Regions from separate parts of the Bicyclus anynana genome. Here region 1 is linked to region 2. The links are chromatin contacts, called in public Hi-C maps. All regions are on one chromosome and are shown on one strand. Each heading gives the region's core, a stretch centred on a gene start, on an enhancer-like site or on the middle of the called end of the contact. The rest is flanking DNA. Distances are from core to core; before and after follow the strand shown.

Region 1 (6,365 bases), core at 2,364-4,863, 140 kb after region 2:
GGTATTGTGGTGGATTACCGCCGTATGGATCTGAAAGTAAAAAAGTTTTTATGGTGAAATTACTTTTCTAGTACAAGTACTAATTTAAGTTGTTTTTCCTAATTAGTATAAATCAATCTAACTGTGAGTCTGTTAGGTTTACTCCTTTTTATAATCAACAAAACTAATTTATAAACCATTTTCACTAATGGTATATGCAATAAAGTTCTGTTATATTAGAAACCACGTTGTGTAAAGACCTTCAACTACCAACATAAACCTTATCTTTCAAACTGATGATACACAGCCATGCTGCATGGCAACATAAAAAAACCTGAAAAGATCTTACAATTAGATCTTTTCAGGTTTTTTTATTGTATAATAATACACTGAGCGAGAGCGGAGCATCAATGAAAAATCTGGAAGAGGCTTTAGAGTACTTGAAGTTAAACAAAAATTATGCATGACTGAATTGTTCCCCTTAAAAGGATTAAAAAAAAAGTGAATCACATTATAATATGTCTATCTTTTAATATTGACTTTTGACAGATAAAGTAGAAGGGTCCGCTAGTATGAAATAAGTTTTTATTTTCATTCTACTTTTCTCAATAAATAAGTAAAAATAAATGTTATAAAAATATGCTAGACAAAATATCAATTGTAATAAAATGTATGACTAAGTTTTTATCACATTAGAAGATGACTAATAGCTAAAAATAAAAAATGGAAACTGGTACAATTGAAGCAACACAACATTTTTGTTGCTAGGTGTAATATACATGCACACACTTGTGATTTACTTATCACTAATTTAATTACTCAATTATAGCTTGGCAACTTCGTTCGTAACACTCCCGATTGTCCGCGTGGGCCTGGGGGGCGTGTAGCGATGAATGAATGAAAAACCCACGACTGATGCTTTCACGACTTCACTTCCCCGTACGCACGATTACTCCCGCGCAGTCTTTTTCCCCGTCGCCCGCATATCATGGGAGTGTCATCAACAAACTTGCCAGACTATAATTACTTTTACTTAATTGCAAACTGGATCTGGAATAACACTGTAGTGCTCCCACTCTAATACTGGAATGAGCCCCACTTCCTTGAGAGGCTTGTATTTATAGCCTGGCCTCTAGCAATAGTATATTTACATCTAGGTAGACACCACCTTGATCTTGTGCTAGACTGTATCCAAATTTCACAATCATTAACATAACATCCGGTAACAATGAATTCATGCATGGCAAGAGTGTATACCTGTATACACTAAGCATATTTATAAAAGAACAAATATGGTAACTTGAACATAATTTTATGCACATAATAACTAGTTGAGGCCTGTGTTGTCAGAATGGAATTAGATTTTTTCAAATCACTTTACTACATTTTATATAGACATGCTTATTGTTGTCACACATGCATCTTGAAGCCAGCCTAGCCTAGCCTAGGCCTATGGTGCCTAACTGTGTGGTAGTGCATGCAATACTAGCCTAAATACCCTACAAAGAATGTAAAACAAAATACTGGGTTAGTACCCACTAACAGCTCTATCTATCGCTCTACCTATCTATAGCTCTATCTATCTGTCATTGCTATCTCTATAGTATATAGCGATAGTTCACCAACTTGCTGTGGTTTATCACGAATGAGGAACTACACCATAATTTGCAAATTTGCACAGTAAAGGAGGAAGTTAGGAAGATATAAGAAGAGACTCATTCATCCTAATAAATTGGCAAACAGACACTTGAATGATGACTATTTGAGGTGTCTGAAACGTAAACGCATACTCAACCTGGACATTTGAAAACAGCGCCAACTCTTAATGAGGATCGACCTCCACATCTACAGGAAATTTGTGTATAGTCTTAGGACTGATGGCAGATTGGCCGTACAAGAAAAAAAAATATAGTTTCTTTAGCAGTACACTAGTAACACCTAAACCAGGAGTAAAAAACACATTCTAGAACCAATAAACAAATCATCAAAATCAAAAACTTGTTTTTTCAAGTAAGCTTAGTTTTTACAAGCATTTTTTATACCCGCAACGGTACATATAGGTTTATGAGTGTTGAAATATCAAGTTCGACTATTTGTAGAGACTCTACCATCAGTTATCAAATTAAATTCATGCATGACCATTGAGCAGCTTGATATAGGTCACACAATGTGGCAGTGTTTAGAAATCCTAACAAGAGGATCAAAGATCAGACATTCTTCTTGTAAAAATAGAATAAATCAAAGATACCTTTTAGTTCCACAGTGCACACACCCAGATTGAATGACAAATTGCAATGAAATGCTTACAGATAACAACAATCTAGAATCTAGATATGTTTTAAGTGACTGTTATGATAAGCATTTTATTACTGTGTAAACTTTAATGTAACTTCGATCAATGATATTACTGTAAACACAGGGTGAGTTTTAGTATAAAATAGTCAATAAAGTTCTTGCATTTCTCAATGCAAGTTAGAAGTTTGGCTTAATGAGTCATAAAGACTCATAAAGTCATAAAGTCATTTTGAGACTGTTACAAACGATGTTAGGACATAGTATCTAAAGTCTCTTCCTGTATTTGTATGCTTAGATTTGTAAAGTTTGTGTTCTATTAATGGTTTAGTTTAAAAAAAAGTGTGTTGTCTATGCCCTAATGTGTAGCCTTTGAGTTCTTCCAAAGATTTAGTCGTAACCATTTGTTACGTTGTTTTGTTGTCTATAAAAATAATTACACTTTTTGAATGAGAGGTGGCAATAGCAAGACTACTTAACTTTATGAAGGCTGAATGTTTGACAGCCTATGGTCCTACCATGGCTAAGTACCATAGCCAATTATAGAATTTGGGCTGTAGTGGCTTTGGAAGAGAGCAGATAAAGGACTCAGACCCTCAACTTTTTTTGTAGAATTAATTCCTGTTTTGTATGCTGAACAATATTATTCTACTATTGTTAAAAGAGGACTAGCAATCTAAGCATAATTTTGACTAATAGGCCCAAATTTAAGCCCCAAACTTTGTTGTCATAAGTACTTCCTTGAATAGTTTTCAGTAAGAAAGGAGACATTGTATGTTTTAAAATGTGCCAGTATTTTGGGCCATTAATGTATCTTTGGATTTTTATAAATAGGTTAGTTTTGACTAGAGAGCACTTCTACAATAAGTTAGTATAGTATAGTTCTCTATTATTTACAAGTGCGCAATATTTACTACCTATCCGCCCATTTTTTAACGTTCAGGAAGTACTTATTTTTCGGCATCATGTTCGGCGAAACTTTATTTGTTATTTTGACTCTGCTGTAGCTAAAAGTCAATAACTTCGTTTTTGTTATTAATTTAAATTTACTTTGATTACAATGTAAAGCCGAAGGATTGCGTAACTTCGAACATTGTAGGAAAAAATGGTGAAATATTAGGCAAAAAAATTAAAAGAATAAAATTGGGATAACTTACAGCCAGACATGTTTGGAGATTTTTTATCACTTTATATGAAAATACTTTTGAAAAGGTGATCGTACTTCTTTTGAAAAACGTTATAGAATATTTGAAACTGTAGTAAGAAAGTTAGAAACAATCAAACAAACAATACAACCGGAATCGTGTTCGGAATTTTTTATGCAACCACAGAGCAGTAGACCACAGACTAAAATGAAAATCTAAATATTTGCCATAGAGTAGAACAAGGAACATATTGAGTAGAATGTGATATTAATTGCGTTTGCGATTGCAACGAGACGAGTGCGTTCGAACCACAGACCCTGGCATAAAACAAAGCCATGCGTGCCTTGGCAACACATTCAAAGTAAATTAGGGAAAAAGCGCCATCTTGTATACACGCTATGTAAATCAATGGGTACATTGATGGGTACGTTTAGTTTTCACAAACGCTAATAGATGACACTATTTGAAATTCATTCGCGCTACGCTTTTAAAATTTTGATTTTCAAATACTCTTGTAAAATAAATACCTATATAGGTATCCAATTTGAGTAATGTAGACACCACACTATTTGCAACTTCTATTGAAAATGTGAAATCCTTGCTGAGCAAAATAGAGCCAGATGTGTGGCAGTCTCGATTTTGGTCTAAAGTTAAATTGCACTGCAGCAACATATCGATCGATAACTCACTCAAAGTCACAGAATACATATGCCAAAGTTACTAAAAATACGAATCGCCACGTCGTTCAGTCGCAATTACATCGAATTACTAATATCAAACAGTGGTAGATGCGCGATGAGTGGCTATTACACGCTGGTCTATTTCCTATTTTGGTATTTACTATTCAAGAAAATAAAAACAAATCAATTGACATAATGTCATCCACATACTATGATACAAATTATAAATGTCATCTACTTACGGTGGATACAATAAAGTATGTAGATGACACTTTGTTGTCCACTTCAATAGGTTGATAATAAAAATCAAAATATTGAATAGGCCAGATGGTCTGCCATGGTAATTGATCGACTGAAAAAAGAAAATGGGGAAACAGGAATATCACAAACGACAATAAATGCGTTTAGTCAAAGATTTGGTGTTTTTCTTAATTTCTTTACTGTACTGAGACGTAGACTCTTGACAATTTTGATGACTGGCCAGTTAGGTGGCAGTAAGTATTCTTCTCAACAGTGAGAGCTTAAGTTTGATTCTCACCTGAGGAGACAGTATAGGATTTTCTAAATTTATTTCGGGTTTGGTGTGGTGATAGGTTAGCACCCAACCGGAAAGAAAGTACCTACGTAAGTATAAACTTGTACCTCTTCCAAGCATGTCCGCTTACATCTTAAACGGCATGGTCAGTTATCGTGAAGTCAAATCGCAGTCTAGGGTTAACTTGCACATAATAATTAAAAAAAAGGAAATATGAAGCGTCGTCAATTAGAGCTCCCATCAGGTGGCTTGACTTTTTCCGACATTTCCAATTATAATTATCGTTAAACCTACTAATTTAAACAAAGTATATTAGCGTTTTCATAAACCTTTGTTTTATTTTTTTTAAAACAAAGGTTTTTTGTTGGTGAAAAACGCATGAAAAAACGCAGACTATGCGCATGCTGCAGTAACACATTTTCGGGTTTTACCGACATTCGGTTAAGAGTAACCATTAATCACGCGTAACCATAGCAACAATAACTTCAAAATAGTTTAAAAAACTAAAAAGCACGCTTTTAGCACGCACTTAATTACAATTGGATTTAGGTCACGTGCTATTTTTTTGTAACCCATTCATTTAATACCCATATCATGGGTGTGCATTTCAAATAGCCAATCCGCCATTATGAATGTCCGCCATGCAGGATTTAAGTCACGTGACTATTTTTTTTTTTGTATTTCTGACAGCAAACGCTTTCATTTGATACCCATACCCACCCAACGCATCATGGGGGTGCGTTTCAAATAGCTAGCCCGCCATTTTGGGGAGGCCGCCATATTGTAATGACGTTTCTCAGATAGTCATGTATTGTCATCAGAACTCAGAGCGTGTGCAAAATTTCATCCTAATCGAAGACCGAGAAGTGGATCAAATTAAGATCCCATGATTTTCTTACATTCGTAGTTATTATTTACAAGTGAAGCTAAAGCGTGTAAAAATGGAGTCGCCATTACAATCGCGTACGAAACTTTCAACTATTTGAAATCATTAATGTAAGTTCTGAGCAACCACGGTGTACCTATGCATTTATCACTTTTGTTTATAATTGTACCTGAGCAGAGAATTTCGTCATTTTGGTTCAACTATCAATTTAATTTCCGGGGTCAATAACTACCTGTAACTTATGTGTCTATTGGAATAAATACTATCATAGGTAACGAGCTGATCATTGGGAAAATAATGCATTTTATCTTATAAGAAAAGTTTATTTAATTACTTAAATAGTTTATAAAACAAATTTACCTATGTACCTATATCTATTACACAATATAGCTACAATTATTCAATGGTTAATATAGAAATGTTGAATCATAAATACGCTATAAGATATGACACGACCAGCAAATGAAACAAACGCGCGTGTCGTGACTGGATACAGATTCGTCGATAGTTGCAACTTTTTACTCTCGACCAGTTTGATTAGCATTCCTATCTGTTTGTAGTATTCAGGGCCTGAAACAAAGTTTTGTTTAGATTTCATTACTGCATACCTATGACGGTCGTCCGCAGAATAATCAGTGTGAGTTTCCCCTGAATGGGGTTTTACATTAACTAAAATTTTAGTTTTCTCAGTTGCTTTGGAACCCTTGTAACTTTAATTTTAAGTTTTCGAATAATTATTATCACCATTATCTTAAGTTTAATATTTAACCTGACGTTTCGAAAGAGCATATAAACTAAGCCTATTTGAAATAAATGAATTTTGATTTGATTTGATTTGCTCAGGTACG
Region 2 (5,952 bases), core at 696-3,195:
ATCCGTCAGTACGACACGAAGCGTCACATCAGTAATTTTCAATAATATTCGAAAAAAAATGACTACGTATATTTTTAAATATTTTAAAAACTGTTTACAAAAATTAAAAGAAAAAGATGGAGTTTTTTTAATTGGTAATCATTGATTATTATATTAATTTACGTAATTATTGTTAGTGTTAAATTTTAAATTACAAATTATGAAAAAGTTTGTATATGCAGATGTCAAGAAGACGGCTTCACCGCGCTGCTTGTAAAGGCTCATTCTGGATGATCTTTATTCTGTGAGAATAGTGTATACTTAATTAATACCATCCACCAGCGTGTCTATCCCATCTAAGACCGTCAACCGTCGTAACAAAGCCATAAACTGTGTCAAATTTAAAAACCCTTTGAACATGCCGTGAACATAATCGTATACGAAAATAAAAAGATCGTTACGAATTCGAGACATGTGTCCACATGTTACTAAGAGACAAACCGTGTATAATGTGATAAACTATAGCTCCGGGCCGTCTCGACAGCTTTTAATTACTGCCTTTTAAGATGTTCTTACTTTTATTTACACCACATAGTGCTGACTTGGATGTTAGTAGGGTGCTTGGAGCGCTGCTCGTGATTGTTTTCTTAATGCCGTGTTCTTTTATCTTTTAAATTGAAAGCAATAGAATTAAGGAAATTGAATAACGGACGAAGGAAACTGATATACTTACTTAGTTATTTTACCTACCTACAAGTTAATATTATCTAGGTACTTATAGGACCTAACCTACCTATACTGTGTGCGCTGTAGCATGACGCGGGTGACAGTTGCCTTATGAAATTCATAATACGTACTAATATTGTGAATCGCAGCAAACTTTCAAGTTGTAGATATTTAGGGTTCTGGAAACCTTAAAAGGAAAAACAAAACGTCTATACGTTTTGTTTTTCGTACCTATGTACCTACCTGTGCCTACCCAAACACCAGTGTTAAAATGAAATATTAAAAATGTAGAAGTAGAATAAATTAATATACTGTTTATTTATTTCACAGTTCACACCACAGCGCCTGATAGTCGCTATTACCTACTAGCGTGTCGCGTACCTAGGTATATACAATCTAGATATCTATCCCAATATTAGGTTTTAAAGTTTAGTTTATCTAAAATCAACCATAAACTAATGCAATTAAGTATTACAATAGTTTGGTAGCACGTTTCAGTGTGTTGCAACTTTTTGATTTGATGTAAAACAGACTGACATACTGCACTCAAGTGTGGAGTGATCTAGAACGGCTTTCGCACGGGAAACTCATGTTTGCGTCAATATTTATCTGATTTGTGACTTTGAAATATTGTTCTTATATTGCTAAAGTTGGTCTTCTTGATTCAGAAATATTACCTAAACAAACGCAAACGTACCATAAATGCGTCTGACTGTCAGTCTGTCGCCTTTTCACGGCTAAATGGGCTAAATCATAGAACCTATTTTAATGGTTTTTGGTGGGTAGGTAGATAATTTACGGTTTAGAAAGAAAGAGTTGAAAAGGCCAAAAGGAAATTAAAAAAATAATAAAGGGAGTTGAAAAGTTTAAGTTCAAAATAGAAAGTTAATAAAAGGCTACCTTTTAAATTATTACTAATTAATTAATTAGAAAATTATTGAATACGATAAACTCTTCTTCTTATCAAAAATGTTTACAGCGCCATCTAGTATACGTTTATTACATCGCTAGCATTGCGCGGGAGGAACCACAAATGATGAAACTGAAGCGTTTTCTTTTGTATAATAATTGTAATTATTATTAACTTCATAGATATTTATTAAAGTTAACTTACATACACCGATTTTTTTATTAGTAACACATAATATTCAGCACATGAGTTTTTTTCAAAGCTTGAAACTGTTTCCGAACGAACGTGTCATATTAGAAAAATGTTATGTTGACAGTTGAAATTGACAATGACATTTGAAATCAAAATAAATTTTATAAAAAAATATTATTTTGGGCTTTTTCATTTTCAGCCTTTTCTTTAGTTTCAATTCATATGAGAAGAATTAAAGAATAATATATTCCTTTAAAATGAACGTCCTGTGTAAACGTAGTCATCTAGCAAACTATGTGTATCGAGTACTTTGCAAAGAAATTAAACCTATAACCTCTCTGAAAGTCAGCTGTTTACACAATGCCGTAGGAACCAGTACAAAGCTACATAATTTAAAGCCAGCGAATTTATTATATACTGCGATTCGTTGTAAATCTAAAAAGGTACGTTTCTACTGTAAGTTAATCGCCTACTTGAATAATAAGTATTCCAAGAAATGTTATATGAAAGCACTATATTGTTACCATTTACAATTTTTTTTAACATGAGCTTTACCAAACTTGACATTGTTTAAATGTTTTGGGCTGCTTTGGCTCTATAAAAAGTATATAATGGAAGGACAGCTCTCATGTATGAAAACTATAATAAGTATGTGGGTAGGTACTTGTTCGCTCTGATATTGCAACACACCAAACTGCAGATATAAACTGCTGGGATGTGTTTCATACACAGTAACTAAATGCTTCATAATCAGAGTAATCTCAAAATTAGGAACAAACTATATCAAAGATCTAGTATCTCAGCCTGTGTGGCGCAGTGGATTTACAAGACTGAGGTCCTATGTCTGATCTACTGCTGGGCCCAATGAGAATTTCTTAATTAGTCTAGGTCTGGCTGGTGGGAGGCTTCAGCTGTGGTTAATTACCACCCTATCGGGAAACACATACCGAGCATTTAGTGTTACCATACCATAGGGGTGTGGATTTTTCATCCTACTCCTAACATATTCACCCGCTTCCATCTTAGATTGCATCATCACTTACCATCAGCTGAGATTGTAATCAAGGGCAACTTGTAGAGAATAAGAAATTAAAAGATCTAATCTAATTTTTGAATTTCTAATTTTGATATAAAATTTTGTAATTTTTTTCAGTCTAAAGATGATGATTCTGATGATGAAAATGCAACTATTTGGGATGATGATTCATCACTTACAAAGGACTCGAAAATTGTTAAACTCAACGCTACTTCCCTGAGAATGGATGCTATACTTAAGTCTACTTTAGGAGTGGCAAGGAAGTATGTTTTTATTTATATAACAATGATGGTTAATTTATTATTTTGATATTACAAGATAAATTTACTAATGTTCAAAAACATATAACATAATAAGTTTAACTTCATGGTGCATGTATAAGTAACTTATATATCTTTAGATTAAGGTAACAAAATTACTTGTTATTACATGTTTTACAAATAATTACATGTAATTTAATGAATTAATGTCTCTAATGTCTGTCTAATAAATTAAGAGCTACCATTAAATCTCTTTTTTGACTGTAAACTAAATAGAATAATTTTGTTTTGTTTCAGCAAAATAGAAAAATTATTTTATGAGAGCAAAATCAGAGTTAATGGAAAAAAGGTTCTGAAGAAAAGTATCCCAGTAAGTGACAGTTAAGATCTATTAGAAAACTACTATAGATATTGTGGTTTTGGAGTATTTCCACTGCTTTTAAGCATATAAAAAAATATTATATTTTCAGGTGCGAGAAGATTATGAAATAGATGTCATAAAAAGTGTAAGTCCCAAAAATCCAGATCATTTGTATGTAGCAAGAGTAGAAATTATAAGTATAGCAGCCAAAGAAGAAAGTATAGCAATTACTGCGAGAAGATTCAAAAACCTACTTATAGAAAATTATGAAACAGATCCATATAAACCTTCAACAGCAGATGAAGATAAATGAAAAATGTAAATAGTAACAAATTTTTATTAAAACATTGAACTAAGCATAAAATTCTTAATTTTACTATGATCAATTCCAATAAACCTAATAATCCATCAATGAATACATTAACATGATTTTATATATCTAAGTCTATATCACAATCTGAACTATCAAACATAGATAACTGTGAACTGGACACAATTTTTTTAGGATTTTCAAAAGAATTTGCAGTATTTTTACTCACAGAGCTTTCTACAGGAATCACTGCAACTGTGTTAGTTACATGTTTATGGATTTCATTGTTTTCTTCATAAAATTTACTCATATCTCGTTTTCCAGCAAATTCAAATTGTTTTAATTTGTTGACGGAAGTATTTAACATCTCATTACTGCTTTTGCTGTCTTCAAGTGGTATTTTATCATTTGTATTGGGTCTGATTTGATTCTCCTTATTCAATCCACAGTTTTCTACAACTGCCTCAGTACATAAATTCTTTTCGCTTTTCTGGGTTGAAGTATCACACAGTTCGAAATCAATTCCTAGATTTGTAAAAACATCATTCACGCTTGGAACTGCATTTAACATTTTATTAACATCACAATCTTCACTATCTGATGAATCTGGTTTAGTTTGCTTGGTTTTCTTTGTTCTTTGCTTTTTCTTTCCAAATCCACTGGTGTCTATAACAACTTCTTTTCTTTTCCGCTTTGTATTTTTCTTTTGAACTGCTAGTGGATTTTTATCAATTTTATTAAGAGTAGCATGTTTCTTTAAAGTTGCTGCTAATTTTTCATTCATAACTCTCATATTAGTACCATCAACAATATCCAAAAGGTTTTCTTCATTCACTTTATCGTGCTTTCTTTTATTATTATTAAAATAAGAACTTGTCACGAGAGATGCTGACAATGGAATGTTGTCATCAATAACATCATCATATCTTGCAAACAATTTATAATTCCCATTTTCTATGCAGTTGTCTAATGTTTTGCAGTCTATTTGTAGTAATTTTCCATAGTAAAATAGTTCCTCTTCCCATATGTCGTTCAAATTTAATTTTGCTAGCAGTTTTTTGGCTGTGCAAAGGTAATCAAAATCTGGGTGCTTTAGAAATGTTGAATGTAAAGCATCAACTGTGTCCTCTAATGTACAGTCCTGCATAGACAGATCAACTAGGGATATCGCGAATATGGCATCGACTGGTAATATTGTCGTTCGATACATGAGCCGACAATGTGCTTGCGATAATCTGTGCGAAAAGATTGTTATTAAAACAGGTAAATTAAAAATAACAATAATATTTTTTGTTTAAGGAAATGCATTTGTACAAATGCTGTTGAAACTAATCAGCATAGAAACTTCTTGAGAGATATTGAGAATAACATTGTAGATTTAGTTTTGTAAGCAATTTTCAGTAACATACCAGAGATGAGAGGTAATAAAACTAAGATAAATCCTTTAAGAGATAACATACTACGTAATAAGACGATTACTAAAAATTTTAATAGTAGTTACCTAATCAAACTGTCTAGCATTCTGACAGTAGTCCTAGAAGGGTCCCTGTATTCAGACTTTCTCTGCGCCATATAGTAACACTGCAGTATGGTGTTTGCTGATTTCGTCATATGCGTGCTTTTTGGACCAACTAAACCTATGTATACCTGTAAAACAAAATGAAATTGATTGATTATAATAATATATTGTTTGATTTTAATTGATATAATAATAATAATAATTTACGAAATTCAGTCGTCAGTCAGATGGCGCCACGTACTTTATTACAGTTTGTTCATTAATTTAGGGTGATATTAACGACGCTATTTAGGTTTTCTCAAACAAAATGTTAACTACATTTTGATGTCAGTTATTAATTTTATATCATTGTTATAGTTGAGAATTTTTGGCAGTCACATTGAAGAAAATCAAAATTGTGGACTTGAATTTTGGTTTGACTAGGCTAAGTAAAAGTTTCGATGCTATGTTTAAATATATTTTGTAATCTTTACCTTTGTTTTGAAAGGGTTAACTTACTTGCAGTTTTTCAAGAGTCCATTTATTTTTTGATTCAACAGGATTTGCATCACCGAACAATATGTAGGACGATACAAGTCGGTCCCAGGAGTTGTTTTTAGAATCCAACAAAATGAATATCAAATCAAACCTGGGAAAAATAAATGAAGTTATTACACTAC

The links. A called contact is a pair of places that touch in the nucleus more often than the background predicts.
Region 1: a contact with region 2 is called in a Hi-C map of whole body, with 5 times the contacts expected there. The contact joins the promoter of LOC112042965 here to the promoter of LOC112042960 in region 2. A contact is called at or near these places in 2 of 2 Hi-C or Micro-C datasets (whole body and whole larva).

Annotation. Positions count from the first base shown.
Region 1 is chr10:10,529,298-10,535,662 of ilBicAnyn1.1, forward strand. It overlaps LOC112042965, which reads right to left and starts at 3,614. Exons shown (of 5, transcript XM_024078198.2): 1 at 3,429-3,614; 2 at 1-30. The coding sequence starts at 3,438. It overlaps LOC112042968, which reads right to left. Exons shown (of 5, transcript XM_052884014.1): 5 at 5,909-6,227. The coding sequence ends at 5,918.
Region 2 is chr10:10,393,874-10,399,825 of ilBicAnyn1.1, forward strand. LOC112042960 (mitochondrial transcription rescue factor 1) reads left to right here and starts at 1,946. Exons shown (of 4, transcript XM_024078187.2): 1 at 1,946-2,250; 2 at 2,961-3,106; 3 at 3,401-3,473; 4 at 3,574-3,828. The coding sequence starts at 2,065. The coding sequence ends at 3,777. LOC112042957 (DNA helicase MCM9) reads right to left here. Exons shown (of 12, transcript XM_024078185.2): 10 at 5,792-5,921; 11 at 5,276-5,421; 12 at 3,788-5,009. The coding sequence ends at 3,896.